2 separate regions of the Sus scrofa genome follow, and region 2 is linked to region 1. A link is a contact called in public Hi-C data. All regions are on one chromosome and are shown on one strand. The core of a region is the stretch at or near the end of the contact, and the rest is flanking DNA. Distances in the headings are between cores, read along the strand shown. Region 1 holds the start of NPPC (natriuretic peptide C). Region 2 overlaps DIS3L2 (DIS3 like 3'-5' exoribonuclease 2).

Evidence for each region. Hi-C and Micro-C count contacts between places; a contact is called where the count stands out from the background.
Region 2: a Hi-C map of fetal skeletal muscle shows a contact between it and region 1, with 3 times the contacts expected there. The contact joins the enhancer-like site here to the promoter of NPPC in region 1. A contact is called at or near these places in 4 of 5 promoter capture datasets (fetal liver, fetal skeletal muscle and liver), 26 of 47 Hi-C or Micro-C datasets (adipose tissue, alveolar macrophages, blood and 15 more) and 1 of 2 datasets of contacts at active chromatin or transcription factors (skeletal muscle).

Annotation. Positions count from the first base shown.
Region 1 is chr15:132,506,599-132,513,033 of Sscrofa11.1, reverse strand. NPPC (natriuretic peptide C) reads left to right here and starts at 3,509. Exons shown (of 2, transcript NM_001008482.1): 1 at 3,509-3,598; 2 at 4,038-4,328. The coding sequence starts at 3,509. The coding sequence ends at 4,328.
Region 2 is chr15:132,896,660-132,902,717 of Sscrofa11.1, reverse strand. DIS3L2 (DIS3 like 3'-5' exoribonuclease 2) reads right to left here. Exons shown (of 21, transcript NM_001195333.1): 16 at 5,516-5,602; 17 at 2,853-3,000; 18 at 2,308-2,438; 19 at 2,048-2,152; 20 at 711-812; 21 at 1-279. The coding sequence ends at 124. Among named protein-coding and RNA genes, the nearest start is that of ECEL1, 98 kb to the left of the region's middle. Within about 2 kb of position 4,182, at least 5 of the 83 cell types and tissues checked have an H3K27ac peak or open chromatin away from gene starts, as enhancers often do. A contact at or near this core is called in fetal skeletal muscle, where this site is marked.

The DNA of each region.
Region 1 (6,435 bases), core at 2,260-4,759:
CTCTCCCCATCCCTACCTTTCGGAGGTCCAGGAGGGAAAAGAGGGTCCCGGCCAGGCAGCTCTCTGATGCCCGGAGCTTGGCACCCTTCAGCCTGGCTCTGACATCTCCCACTCCCTCCCTGCATCCCCCACCCATCCCCAAATGCTCACTCCCCTCAGCCTCATTTTTCAAGCCACCCCCTCTCGCTTGCTTGCCTATCCCACCCCCAAGAGCGCAATAGGCTCCCCCCCTTGGAGACAAGCCCCTCCCCTTCTTTATCCCATCTACGTACGGGCCTCCAGAACCTACTGGCCTCTCTAGCAAGCCTGCCTCCTCCGGGCAGTCCTACCTGAGGGTACCCCCCCTCCCCACTTCTTTCCCTGGGTCTGACTACCCCCCTTTATTCTCTAACTGCTCCCCTCTAAGCCTGGATGCGTTCTTCCATCTGCTCAAAGGGAGTCGCTCCAGTTGGCATCTGGTTTCCCTCCTCTTATCCTTCTCACCTCCTGTGGCCCGGGTCCCCTTCCCTGGATCCGCACAGGCTTCTCCTTCCCCAGGAAGCCTGCCCTGCAGGCCCAAGCTGAGGGAGCTGCCCTCCCTCCCTGCCAAAGCTAGTGTCTGTGGCCTGGGGCCTGGCGATGGGGGAGAAGGGGCGGGGGGGTGGGTCTTCCCTGCTGGGCCTGGAACGCCATCAGCTGCACTGCTGCTCAGTGAATACTTCCGAAAGCAGTAGATCGATAAGCGACAAATGACAAGATTCCCCACAGAACTGCCAGGTTCCAGAGGCCCAGGGGCCTTTTCTCTCTCCTTCTCCCACTGAGCATCTGAGAAAGTGCCACAAACAGCTCAGGTTCAGAGGCTCGGTGGGTGCAACTTTCCCAGGCCAGGCCCCCGAGGCCGGAGCAAGAAGGAGCAGATCTTGTGAGGGAGAAGCAGAAAGAAGTGACCTGCTTCCCTGGTCTAGGCCCAGGGGCGAGGCCAAGACTTCTCTGCAGCTCCCTGGGCAAGAAAACCAAGGGGAAGGGGAACGCTTCAGGGGCCAAGGCCAAGGCTGTGCTGACTGCCTCCTTCCATGCAGGTCCCTCCAAGGCCGCCCTCCCACTCTATCCACCTACCAAGCCCCAGCCAAGAGCAGGGATGCGAAGCCTCACACTGCACATAACCCTTCCAGGATCCAACTTGCCCCAAATCCATAGGCCAGTGGTCCGAAGTTGGGGGTATCACCAGAAGAGTCCTTGTCCCAAAAGAAGAACTAGAATCCAAGGTGTTAGACACACTCCGGTGGGGGTGGGGTGGAATCGGTTTATTATCTATTTAGCCTCAAAGCTCAAAGAGAGCGGAGACCTAGATGGTTACTGAGCTGTCACCAAGTACATCCAAGGGACACAGAAGACAGGAAAGCACCAGCCTACAGATATTCATATTCAGACAGAAAGAGGTGACCTTGGAGCGCTGGAAGCTTCCAACCTGTCCTTAATAAGGGGTTTCAGAGGATGGACTGTTGCTCCCTGGAAACCAGCCTAGAGCCTGGCTCAGGAGTCAATCTGCCTGGCTCTTTAAACCAGTGTAAATAAAGCGAGTCTCAAAAATAAAAATAAGCATATATATAAAGAAAAAGAGAATTTAAAAAAATGAAGCGAGTCTCAAAGAAGCCCAGATGGGCACTGTTTCTCTTCATCCAGTAGACAAAGAGGAGAGGGGACTTCCAATGCCCATCTGGAGAGCCCATCTTCTTCCCCTTCTTCTTCCTCTTCCTTTCTCCTCAAAGGAAAGAGTGGTGCCACTCGAAGGGGGTTACCATGGAGAGGCAATCGGGGTGGCTGCCTGGAGGTGGCGTGTCAACTCACCAACTCACAAAGGATGCCCTGTTGATTTCTGGATCCTCTTGGGGTTCAGGAAATCCAGCTGCCCCACATCCAGGCCTCAGGGGTACATTATTTCCTAAACAAACGGACCTGCAAGTGGTCCACAACAGTTTCCGGCTCCGAATGCCAGGGTGGGAAAGAAAGCAGATGGTTTTGCGTTTGGCCTCCAGGCTCTGGGCTCAGGCTCTGCTGTAAGATTGACCTCGTGGAACCTTCTTCTCCAGGCCCCTCTTGAGTCCAGTGGCCTTCCCCACCCCCACCGCCCCATGCAGCTTCCTTTCCCTGAAAAAGCTCCTCCAGGAGCCTCACACCCTCAGGGTCATCTTCACGCCTGGGGTCCACCAGCACCTCCCTGTTTGCTCTCCAGCTCAGAGGCAGCAGAATCACAGATTACTGCACCTCACCCAATTCTTAGGGTTCTTTGCCTCAGTGGCTTTTCCTGAAAGAGTCTTAAGAACCCCAGGGACGGAGAAGCCCTCGGCAAGGAGAGGGAGTCGTGAGCAGCAGGGATACTGGGGCAGGATCTGACAACTAGGACAGGGACCACTCTGAGCCCCCAAAACGCAAAGCCAGACTGGGCTCCAGACTGGCTTAAGTTCCCTCCCCACACCGTGCAGGTGCACCGGACACTGGAGGGAACGTCCTCCCGCTGCGAATCCTCGCGTAGGTTCAGACAAGGTCAGTTGCGCACCCCTCGGGGCAGACCAAAGCCATCTGCTGGGTCAGCTTTGGGGACGGCTGTGCGGCGGAAGCGGACTGAGGGGGAACTTAGAGCCTCAGCGGCGGGCACATGATGCTACTGCACACACGCTTGAGCACTCCTATCGCTTCTCGCTCCCAAACACACCGGCAGGCGAAAAGCGTGCTTTCTCCGGTGTAGGACTTGCGCTCCCCCCTGCGGCCCTGGGCAAACCTCGCTCTCTCTGCGCCTTCCTCCCGGACCTCTGGCCCCCATCTTTTGCTTCCCCGATCCAAGGCGTCGGTGGCGTCTGAACTACTGTCCCGGCCAGCAGGTGAAACGTGGAGCCGCAGCATCAGGCCTCGCGCCTGTCAGGTGCCCCGGGAAGAGTTTGGCAACAAGGCAGATCTGCGTGGATTTCGGGCTGTGCCAACTTTGTGGCTGTGTGACTTGGAGCAAGTGACTTAATTCCTCTGAGCCTATCTTTGCAGCTGCAAAGAAGGAAACTGATCCCCTCCAGGGAGAGCATGGGTGTTGTGGTCCAAGCTTGCGCGCAGGGCACCGGGCGCACCATCGCTTGGCAGGCCAGGGCGCGCGCTCCCTGCAATTGGAGTTCCCTTGTGCACGCCACTTTGCAGCTGGGAGAGCTGTTGGGAGAGAGCCCGCCGAGCCGCGGGATCCCTCCGGGGTGGGAAGAGGGTGGGGGCAGAGGGGGAGCCCCCGCGGCCCCCTCCCGGCCTTCGGCGCGCGTGCCATTGGCCCGGGCGGCCTTGTGGGCGGGAGGATGACATCAGCGGCAGGTTGGATTATAAAGGCGCGAGCGGAGCCACGGGCTCAGAGCGCACCCAGCCGGCGCCGCGCAGCACTGGGACTCGCGCCCGCACCGCAGCCCGGCCAGTCTGCTCCGCGCTCGCTTGCCAGTCTGCCCGCCGGCCCCGTGCACCTCTCTGCCGCCGATCTGCGCCCCTCCACCCCACAGGCACCATGCACCTCTCCCAGCTGCTGGCCTGCGCTCTGCTGCTCACGCTCCTCTCGCTCCGGCCCTCCGAAGCCAAGCCCGGAGCGCCGCCGAAGGTGGGTGCTGTCGCAGGGACGTCGGAACTGTGAGGGGCCGTGGCACGGCTGGGGGGGTCTAGGAGGGTGCGGCGCGCCAGAAGCAGCAGAGGGGCCAGGAAGGCGGCTCTCTCCCCAGATGTGCGCCGGTAAGAGCTGGGGCGCCTTCGAAGCCTGGGGAGAACGTCTGCAAACGCGCAGCCGCTGCCCCAGCGTGGTCAGCCGGGCAGGGGGCAGAGGAGAAGAGGGCGAGGGACTCCCTGAGGAAGGGGACAGCGGCGGCCGCGTGGCAGGTGGATGCAGGGCCCAACTATCCTGCACCTGTGGGGGAGCGCTCAGGGCTTGAAAGGGACAAACCGCGCCGGCGGGCGTGTCGCCCTGGAGCATCAGCGGCCCCACAAAGTCCCCCGCCCTGCCGTCGTGCGTCCCTTCACTTACCTGTTCTTTCCCCCTCGGACAGGTCCCTCGAACTCCGCCAGGGGAGGAGGTGGCCGAGCCCCAGGCTGCGGGCGGCGGTCAGAAGAAGGGCGACAAGACTCCTGGGGGCGGTGGCGCCAACCTCAAGGGCGACCGGTCTCGACTGCTCCGGGACCTGCGCGTGGACACCAAGTCTCGGGCGGCGTGGGCCCGCCTTCTGCACGAGCACCCCAACGCGCGCAAATACAAAGGAGGCAACAAGAAGGGTTTGTCCAAGGGCTGCTTCGGCCTCAAACTGGACCGGATCGGCTCCATGAGCGGCCTGGGATGTTAGTGCGGCGACCCCTGGCGGCGGTGAGTACCACCCAACCCTGGCCTCCGGGCGCTCTTGGCACACCCAGCTCCCCCGAGAAGGCCCCCAGAACCAAGCCTGAACCCCGTGCCGCAAGCCGGTCTCCCTCTGATCCCCAGACTTTGGGACCATTCCGCCTCCCAGCCGACCTTTGGAGGGGAGCCAACCGACTCCAGCACAAGACTGAGGGCGTGTGCCAGACATTTGTCCCAAGACCGTTTATCATTCCATTTCACAGATGGGGGAAATTGAGGGATAAAGTGGCCAGGTAATTTTGGCAAGGTCAGAAGCGGCTCAGCATGGATGAACGCACCTGGCTGCCTCTGGGGAAACAGGCAGCTTGGTGGAGTCCTGCCCATCCCAGGAACATAAGGCAGCCAGCAGCACTGGCCCCAGTTTGCCAGTTGGGGGGTCTTGAAGAGTGATCCTGGGCTGATGGGAGCAGAGGAGGAAGGGCAGACCCACAGGTCAAGGGTAAGTTTATCTGCCAGCCCCTGCATCTTGGTGCTGGGCAGTAAGTAGCCCAGTGGTCAGGACAGCTCCCTGGGTCTGTTGTCCCTGAAATGGGACCGACGCGGATCAAGATCCGTGCCCTCACGGTCGAGAGAATAGCCCTCTGTTGGCATCACGGAGGTGCATTCTGCCCCAGAACATTCTGGCTCTTGTCCCTTCTCTAAACCATGGCTGTGGGCAAACTGGTCTGTCCAGGGTCCTGACGCCTCTGCAGCCTGTGCGACTTCAGGATCCAACCTTAGTGTTTGTGGCACTACTTCAGGGCAAGGAAAAGGAACCTGAAACAAATCTCTTTTGGTCCCAAGTTCACACTCATCATGTCCCAAGTGGAGCCCCCACCCCCACCCCCCCGCCACACCAGGCCTGGGTTTCTGTCTTGGCCTTCTACCTCTCCGCCAAGCTGGCAACCCCTAGGCTACCCTGAGCCCCGGCTGGGTGCTACATCCTGGCCATGTCCTGCGACAAAAATCCTTCCCTCCGCTCCCCGCTGCTCTCCTTTCCTGCTGCCCATCGGTGTCCATGGAGAAGCAATGTCCCAACCTCTGAAACTGACGTTCAAGTGCTTTAGAATCTGACCCCCCTGGTTTCCAGGCTTCCTTGTCTGCTGACTTTCCCTGTTCCACAGCCTAGTTCTGTCCCAGTCCAGGCCAAGCTGCTCTCTCACCCCAGAAGCCTTATCAGTGTCCCTCTTTGAAGCTCCCCAGTGCCCTGCCTGAGCCTTTTTTTTTTTTTTTTTTACTATACAGAAAAGCTTTTCGCCTGAGCTCTAGTTGCTTGTGAACCCATTCACCTCCCCACATTAACTCATGAGCAGCTTAGAGGCCAGATGCTAGCCTAAGATGATCTGGAACCTGCAGCATGCCCAAAGGGGCTCTTAAAAATGTCGGTCAATGACCCGAAAAACCTGCCCACCCAGCTTAGGGACACTCCTAAGCATTTAGCTGATGCCCTTCCTCTCTGTAGCCAGACTCGACCAGGCCGGGTGCCCCTCCGCATTTCTGCAGAGGCTGCAAGAGGCTTCGTTTATCTGAGATCTTAAACTTGCCGTGACGCTGGCCCTTGCATCTCAGCCTTCTGAAGCCACCCTTGTGATGGGATTGTTCTGTCCTTTCCTGTCTCAACAATGAAGAGATGGAGCCACAGGCCTGAAGTTTTCACTTTGTGGTTTAAGCACCAAGTTCAAACTTGAGAACCCAAACACTTGGCATCCTCCGAGGTAGCAGGAGGTGAGCGGAGGAGGTCCCTGACAATGCCCGGCAGGCACCTCCCCATCGGCTCCCTCTTCTTGGATGTGGCTGACTGTGGGTACCAGGTGTTGGTGACAGGAGGTACCCGGCAGGAGGCATCCACGTTGCTGAGACTCCTCCTTGACCCTTTTGACCCGGGAAGTTTGTCAACCCCCTGGAGGTTCTCTGTTAGCGAAACACCCATCTCCAACACACTGATCCTTCTCAACCCCTCCCTCCCGGCCCCCGTGAGAAGGCAGAGCATCCTTCCTGTTGCCTGGAACCTCCTGATGGAGGTGCCCAGGGTAGCTCCCTGTCTGGGCTTAAAAGAGAAAGACAGCTTAGGGTTT
Region 2 (6,058 bases), core at 2,933-5,432, 390 kb before region 1:
ATAAAAACAAAACCCTGAGTTGTTAAAAACCAAATTAAAAATCCCCTTTGGTGTCACAAGGTCCTACTCCTAAAAGCCAGCAGGTGGGGCGGGCGGGGCAGGGGTGTGGCCAGGATGGCAGCGTCAGTCCTCCCGCTGGTCACTGTGGTGGTCGCACCCCTGCTTCTCCTGCGGGTCCAGGAGTCCCTCGGTGCCCGGTCGCTTCAGGACGGCGCTGTACTTGAGGGCCGTGGCCTCTGCCCGCAGCACCACCTCCACCAGGCTGAAGATGGTGACGACCTGAGGCAGAGCAGAGCCCGGCAGGGTGACAGGGTGGCTGGCAGGGGCCGGCCCAGGGACCGCAGGGGCTGCAGGCACGCCCAGCCCGGCCACCATCCACCCAGCTGCCCCCGGGACCCTGGCTCAGCCTCTCTAGGCCTCTGCCTGCCCATCTGTAAGCTGAGCTTGTTCCAGGCCTCAGGCCATGGGGTGCTGGTGGGAGGCGAAGGAGCCGCAAGCTACTGGGGGAAATGCCTGCTGGCCAGGAGCGCCCAGCCTCAGGGGTCTGGGCTGGTTCTTTGGGGTTTTTTTTTGCTGCACCCAAGGAGTGGTGAGGCTGAGCCGCTGGCCTTGGTGGCCGCACCTGAAACCCCCAGGAGCCCAGGTACGGGGTGGGGTGGGGGACGGGGACACAAGCGTTCAGGAACACCAACTCCGCCCCCGGGTCTGACCTGCTGCACCGGCTCCTGCTCCAGGTCCTCAGGCTCCCAGACGAGCGTGAGCTCCGGTTTCTTGCCCACTTTCTGGAAGTGGTGGGAGCGCAGGGGCAGTGCCTGCGGGGCACGCGCCTGCGTCTCAGGCCCCAGTCTCCAGGCGCCGCCTCCCAACCTCTGAGCCTCCACGTCCCCATGCTGGGAAGCAGCTCCTGGCTCTGGCCCACCTCCAACTGGTCTCAAGGGAGCCCTGAAGTCCGGCAGTTGGCTGCTTGACCTTGGACGGGGGAGGCCTGGACAGGCCATCTTTGCTGAGGGGTGGGGGCTGGGGGCAGGCAGTGGGTCTGTCCCGGCTCATCAGGGGCTGCCCACACGGGAAGGAGATGGACGGGCACCTGAGGCTGGGGGCTGCCGCCCCCCAGGGCCGTGGGTCTGTTAGCAGGCCAAGGGCGGGGCGTTAGCAGAGACGACCTGGACCTGAACTCCTTCCTGCTCCGTGAACTTCAGGGCCCTAACGGTCCCAGCTGGACCCCATTCCGTCTCTCCTGCTCTGCCCCACTGCACGATTACCATGCTGATGCCACATCATGGCTGGGTTCCGCACTCCCCAGAGTGCTTTGCGTGTTGGGAAATTCAAAGCCAGGGTCAGGGGCCAGGTGGTGGCTCACTAACCACAAGGTCGGCTGGAACAGGTCCCCCAGGGGGCATGAGACAAGCACCAAGTTGGAAAAAGACTTGAATAAGGAGCCCCTGCGGGAGGCTTTAGTCTCGTCCGTCTTTTCAGGGGACACAGCTTGCAGAGCAGCCACGGGCCATTCTCCTGGCTCCCGCTCCCGCTCCTGTTCCTATAAGCAGCCTTCCAAAGCCTGCACAGCCGTCTTACACTGGTCATGGGGGGACCAGCTCTCTGGTCACTCGAGTCCTTGGCAAAGAGGCCCAAGCCTGACCCTTGGCCTGGACCTCCGACCCTGGGCAGCTGCAGCTGGCCCATGGGATAGACGTGGTGCCAGTATGGCCCATAGCTAGGGGACAGGTGCACTGTCACTGCCCCACCGTGGACAAGGACAGCAGGACCTCAGCCTGTGCTCCCATCCTGCCTGCTTGTGTCTATCCAGAGCTGTCCCTGGGTCAAGACCCCACCCATGCTGGGGAGACCTGGAGGGGAGCCGGCAGTGGGAACGGGGCAGGTAGGTGGGAGCGTGCTAAGTGGACACAGCTCGGTGTGTCTGGGGGTGGGGGGGCAGCAGCCTGGTGGCGCAGGCATACAGGTCAGGGTAGACAGGCACCTGTGCCCTGTAGCCAGCCTCTGTCTGCCCAGAGCATCCCTGACCATGGGCGGCAGCCCCCGCACTCACGTTACAGTAGATGCGCTTCTGGACCCCGTAGCGCAGCACGAGCACGTCGAAGGCTTGGTTCAGGACGCCCAGCACCATGGCTTCCGACTCCAGGGGGCCGCTCTCCTGCGGGGCAGGACTGACTCTAGCCAAGGCTGGACTGTGGAGGGCGCCGTCCCCCCCGGGCCCACCCCAGCTACCGAAGGCCCCTGGGCTCCTGGAGGCCTCCCTGTGAGCAGGTACCCAAGGGGGGAGAGGGGGCGCCAGGCTGGGGGCCTCACCTTGACCAGGATGGCGAAGAAGAGGCCGGTGCTGAGCTCCTGCACGCGCTTGGACGCCATGCGCCGGTCGTTGCAGTGGTCGGCCCGCTTCTGCAGGACATTGGGCTCCATATCCGGGGGCTCCCTGTAGCCTGGGCAGAGAGCGTGGTTGGGGTCCACCGGCGCCTGCGCTGTGCGATTGGCCACGGCCAGGAGAAGGGCAGCATGGCGCCCCTGGGCCAAGCCGGGTGCAGCCTGGGAGGCCCGGGGAAAGCGGAGGCCTCCTTGCGGCCTCTGGGGCTGGGCCGAGAAGGGAGGGTTGGCCACGGTGAGGGCTCTTGAGCCCCGGCCTTTGCAAAGGGCTTTAATGAGGCCTCCTGCAGCCCCCACACCCCCCGCGCCCCAACCCACCCACCGCTCGTGCTCCCCGCGGGAGCGTTCTGGGTCCAGGCTCCCCTGCTGGGGGACTGCCCCACAGTCATGGCCCTGTGGCCTCTGGCCCCCAGGCAGCCACTCCGGGGTGTGCGGCCCGGAGCTGGGCCCAGGCCGGCGCTGTCCCCCCTTACCCAGCGCGGCGGCCAGGAGGCGATGCACCATGACGTCGGCGAAGCGGCGGATGGGCGACGTGAAGTGCGTGTAGAGTGGCACGTTGAGGGCATAGTGGCGGAACTGCGCCGGGTCCCGCAGTGTCCCCGCGCAGAAGTACAGGGCCATCTGCAGAGGGGCCAGAGCCTCGTGATGGGGGGCGGGATGGGATGGGACCCACCTGCCAGGCAGCTGAGCCACGTCGGCCCGAGGAGGTCAGGGGCCGTGCCATGCGAGGGGACCCGCGGGGCTGCCATGAGGCTGCGCTGAGCCAGGGCCCCTGACCTGCTGAAGGCAAGGGCGGCTCTTGCCCAGGGCTGCTCAGATCCCCTCTGCTGAGGAGCGGAAGTGGAGTGCGGTGATGGGGCGCGGGGGCAGGGGGATGTATTTCCCACTGGAAACCTTAAGGATGCTGGAAGGCCTCCGCCCTCGGAGTCCTGCGGACCAGCACCCCAGCCCTGGGGCCGGGTGGGGGGAGACCGCGTGCACACGGATGAGGCCAGCCAGGGAGCAGCCCACCCCCCTCACAGCGGGTCACTGCTGAGTTTCAGGGGCTGTTACTGGCAAGAACCAGGAGGAAGGAACTGTTTCTAGTTTTCCTCCTTCCCAGGGCCAGGTTGGAATGGCTACTCTGGAAAGGGGGGAGCCGGGGGTGGGGTGGGGGAGAGGAAGCCCTTCGTCCATGCTGGACACAAAGCCCAACACCACTGTGGAGCCAGAATGGGAGACAGAAGGCCTGGGATGCCCACCCCCCAGAGCAAAACAGGCACCTGGCTCTTCCCCTCCCGCCCTGGCCCAGCCTTTGTCCACGGCAGCCCTCCCGCCCTCTGGCCCTGACCCCTGCCTGGCTGAAGGCCACACCCGCACCCCGGCACCTCTGAGCCCCTCGTACTACAGCTCACCAGCCATGGGAGGCAGCGGCTGGCCAGCCTCTCAGCCTCAGCGCCTCTTGACCTGAGAGCCTGTCCTGAGACCCAAGACTCAGATCCGAGTCAGAAGGCAGGGCAGGAGTCAGGCCTGTCACCTGCAGTGTTTCTCAGGGGCCCAGAGAAGGAGCGGTGCTGCTGCCCTGAGAGGTTCGGCCTCAGCCCCTGAAGCCGCCTGCCCTGGGCTCCCCGAGCCCTCAGGCCTGGGGCTCCAGGCCCCGCTGCTGCCGGGGAGCAAGGGAGCAGCTCCTGGGCCAAAGTCACACCGCGGGTGTTCACCCGCTCGCGCCCCTGCCTCTTGCTCGCACTCCCACACCCTCACGCCCTCCCGTGTGCTCTCTGGGCCAGATGGACAGGGGCTCGGGTTACTCCGGAATCCAGGAGGCAGCTCGGCTCCCCAGCCCCGCTTCCCTTCCAGCTCCCGCTGGGCCCCCGGGTCACGTCTGGGGTAAGTCGCCGAGGGAGGCGGGCACAGCCTCCACTCGAGCCCCATCTGGGCTTTGTTCTCAGCGGCGGCCAGTCCCCCAGATGAGCTGGGGTGAGGAGGGCAGGGGGCCCCAGCTCCCTGTCTGGCTGCTGCAGGCGTCTCTGGAAAGGGTGGGATGGGTGGGGACCCGGAACCGGGACAGAGACGAACCCGGCGCCACAGACGCTCTGGCCACTCCCTGACATCGGATCTGGGGTCACAGCGGGCAAGGCTGGGATAAGCCAGGCCTTTCTCAGGCTCTGGCGACTCACGAGAGGAGTCCTCTCCTTGGCCCTGCCGGGCTGGTTCAGCCTTGGAGGTGGATGGCTTCCAGAAGCTGGGGGCAGGGAGCGGGGGCCCCATCGGCCCTGCAGGTGGGGACAAGCCCACTGGCCAGAGAGGCATGGCCCCCACTCATGGCGGTCGCTTTCCAGCCCCCGATAGGGGGCAGACATCGGAGACCGGGGCGGGAAGGACCTGAGACCTCCATTCTAGGCAGAGCTACTAGGTGTCAGGAAAGAAGTCAGGTGTGACCAGCTGGGTGATCTGGTTCAGGACAGACCGAATCTGTCTGGTGCCTGAGCCCCTGAGCAACCGTCTGTCACGCTCCCATCAGCATCCCCAGTTCCTGCTGACCTGGCAGTGCCATGGTGTGGCTCCTTCCCAAGATGCCCTCCTCGCCACCCCCAGGCTGAAGGTCGGCTGGGAGGGCTGCACCAGGTTGCCAGATGCCAGCCACTGTCTGCCTCCCAGGTGGCCAGCCTGTCCCCCAGCTGCAGACCCAGGCCCACAGCCTGACAGCCTGGCTGCTCCTCTCCCAACCAGCTGGTGAGAGGGAGGTTTCTCTGCCCAGGGTCCACAAACCCCCGTGGGGTAAGGACCACTCCCCGCACAGTCTGCTCCGGAGAGATGCTCAGCGCCCCCTCCAGGATCCCCATCTTTCCAGGGGCTGCTGACCAGGCCTCATCCCCTGTCCAAGCTGGTGCAGTCTTCAGGGACCAGGCCCTGAAGTCTTAGGGGTGCCCTGGGGTGTCTGCCTGCTGGCTGCCAGAGATAGAGCCCCAGCGGCCATGCAGGGGGGCAGCGGGGCAGGCAAGTCTGAGCAGGAGGAGGGGATGAGGCTCAGGAGCCCAGGGACCATCTGTCCCGGGAGTGGCCTGGGGACATGCTCCCCCAGACTGCCCTCAGGCTGGCTGAGGCGCAGGGGCCCCGGCTGCTCCAGGAGCAGGAGGGGCGAGGGCGGCTTCCTCACCTGCATGGGCCTCGAGCACATGTTAGTGAGCACCTCCTTGCGCGCCAGGGAGTACTTGTCATCTCCAAATGTTTCGGTCAGACTTTTCTAGAAGCAAGCCCAAGGGGTATGCAGTCAGGCTCGGGGCGAGGTTCTGGGGCCCTTGTCCCCCGCTCGTCATCTGAGACCCTGCTCTGGGGAGGAAAGGTCAGGCGAGGGGTCCAGCCCTGCTCAGACGGCCATGGGTGGGTGCAGGGGGTCCCACACTGGGCCTGCCTCCACGTCCCTGGCTTGAGGTCAGTCCTGCCGTGTCCGGCTGGCTGACTGGCCTGGTCAGCCGGCTCTCCAGTTGGTGACCTCCCTGCCACCCCAGGCTTGGAGCACAGATGGGGGCAGTTTCCCTCTTGCAGAATCAGAGCCTGTGGTGGCTTCTGAGCCCGTGGTGCTTAGTCCCAGGTAGGGAGCACCTGCCACCACTTCCTGTCAAAAACATTCCCTGATGCCCCATAAGCCCGAGCCCCGACTGAAAGCCTCTGGGCCGGAGCCCATCCCCGGCCACAGGGC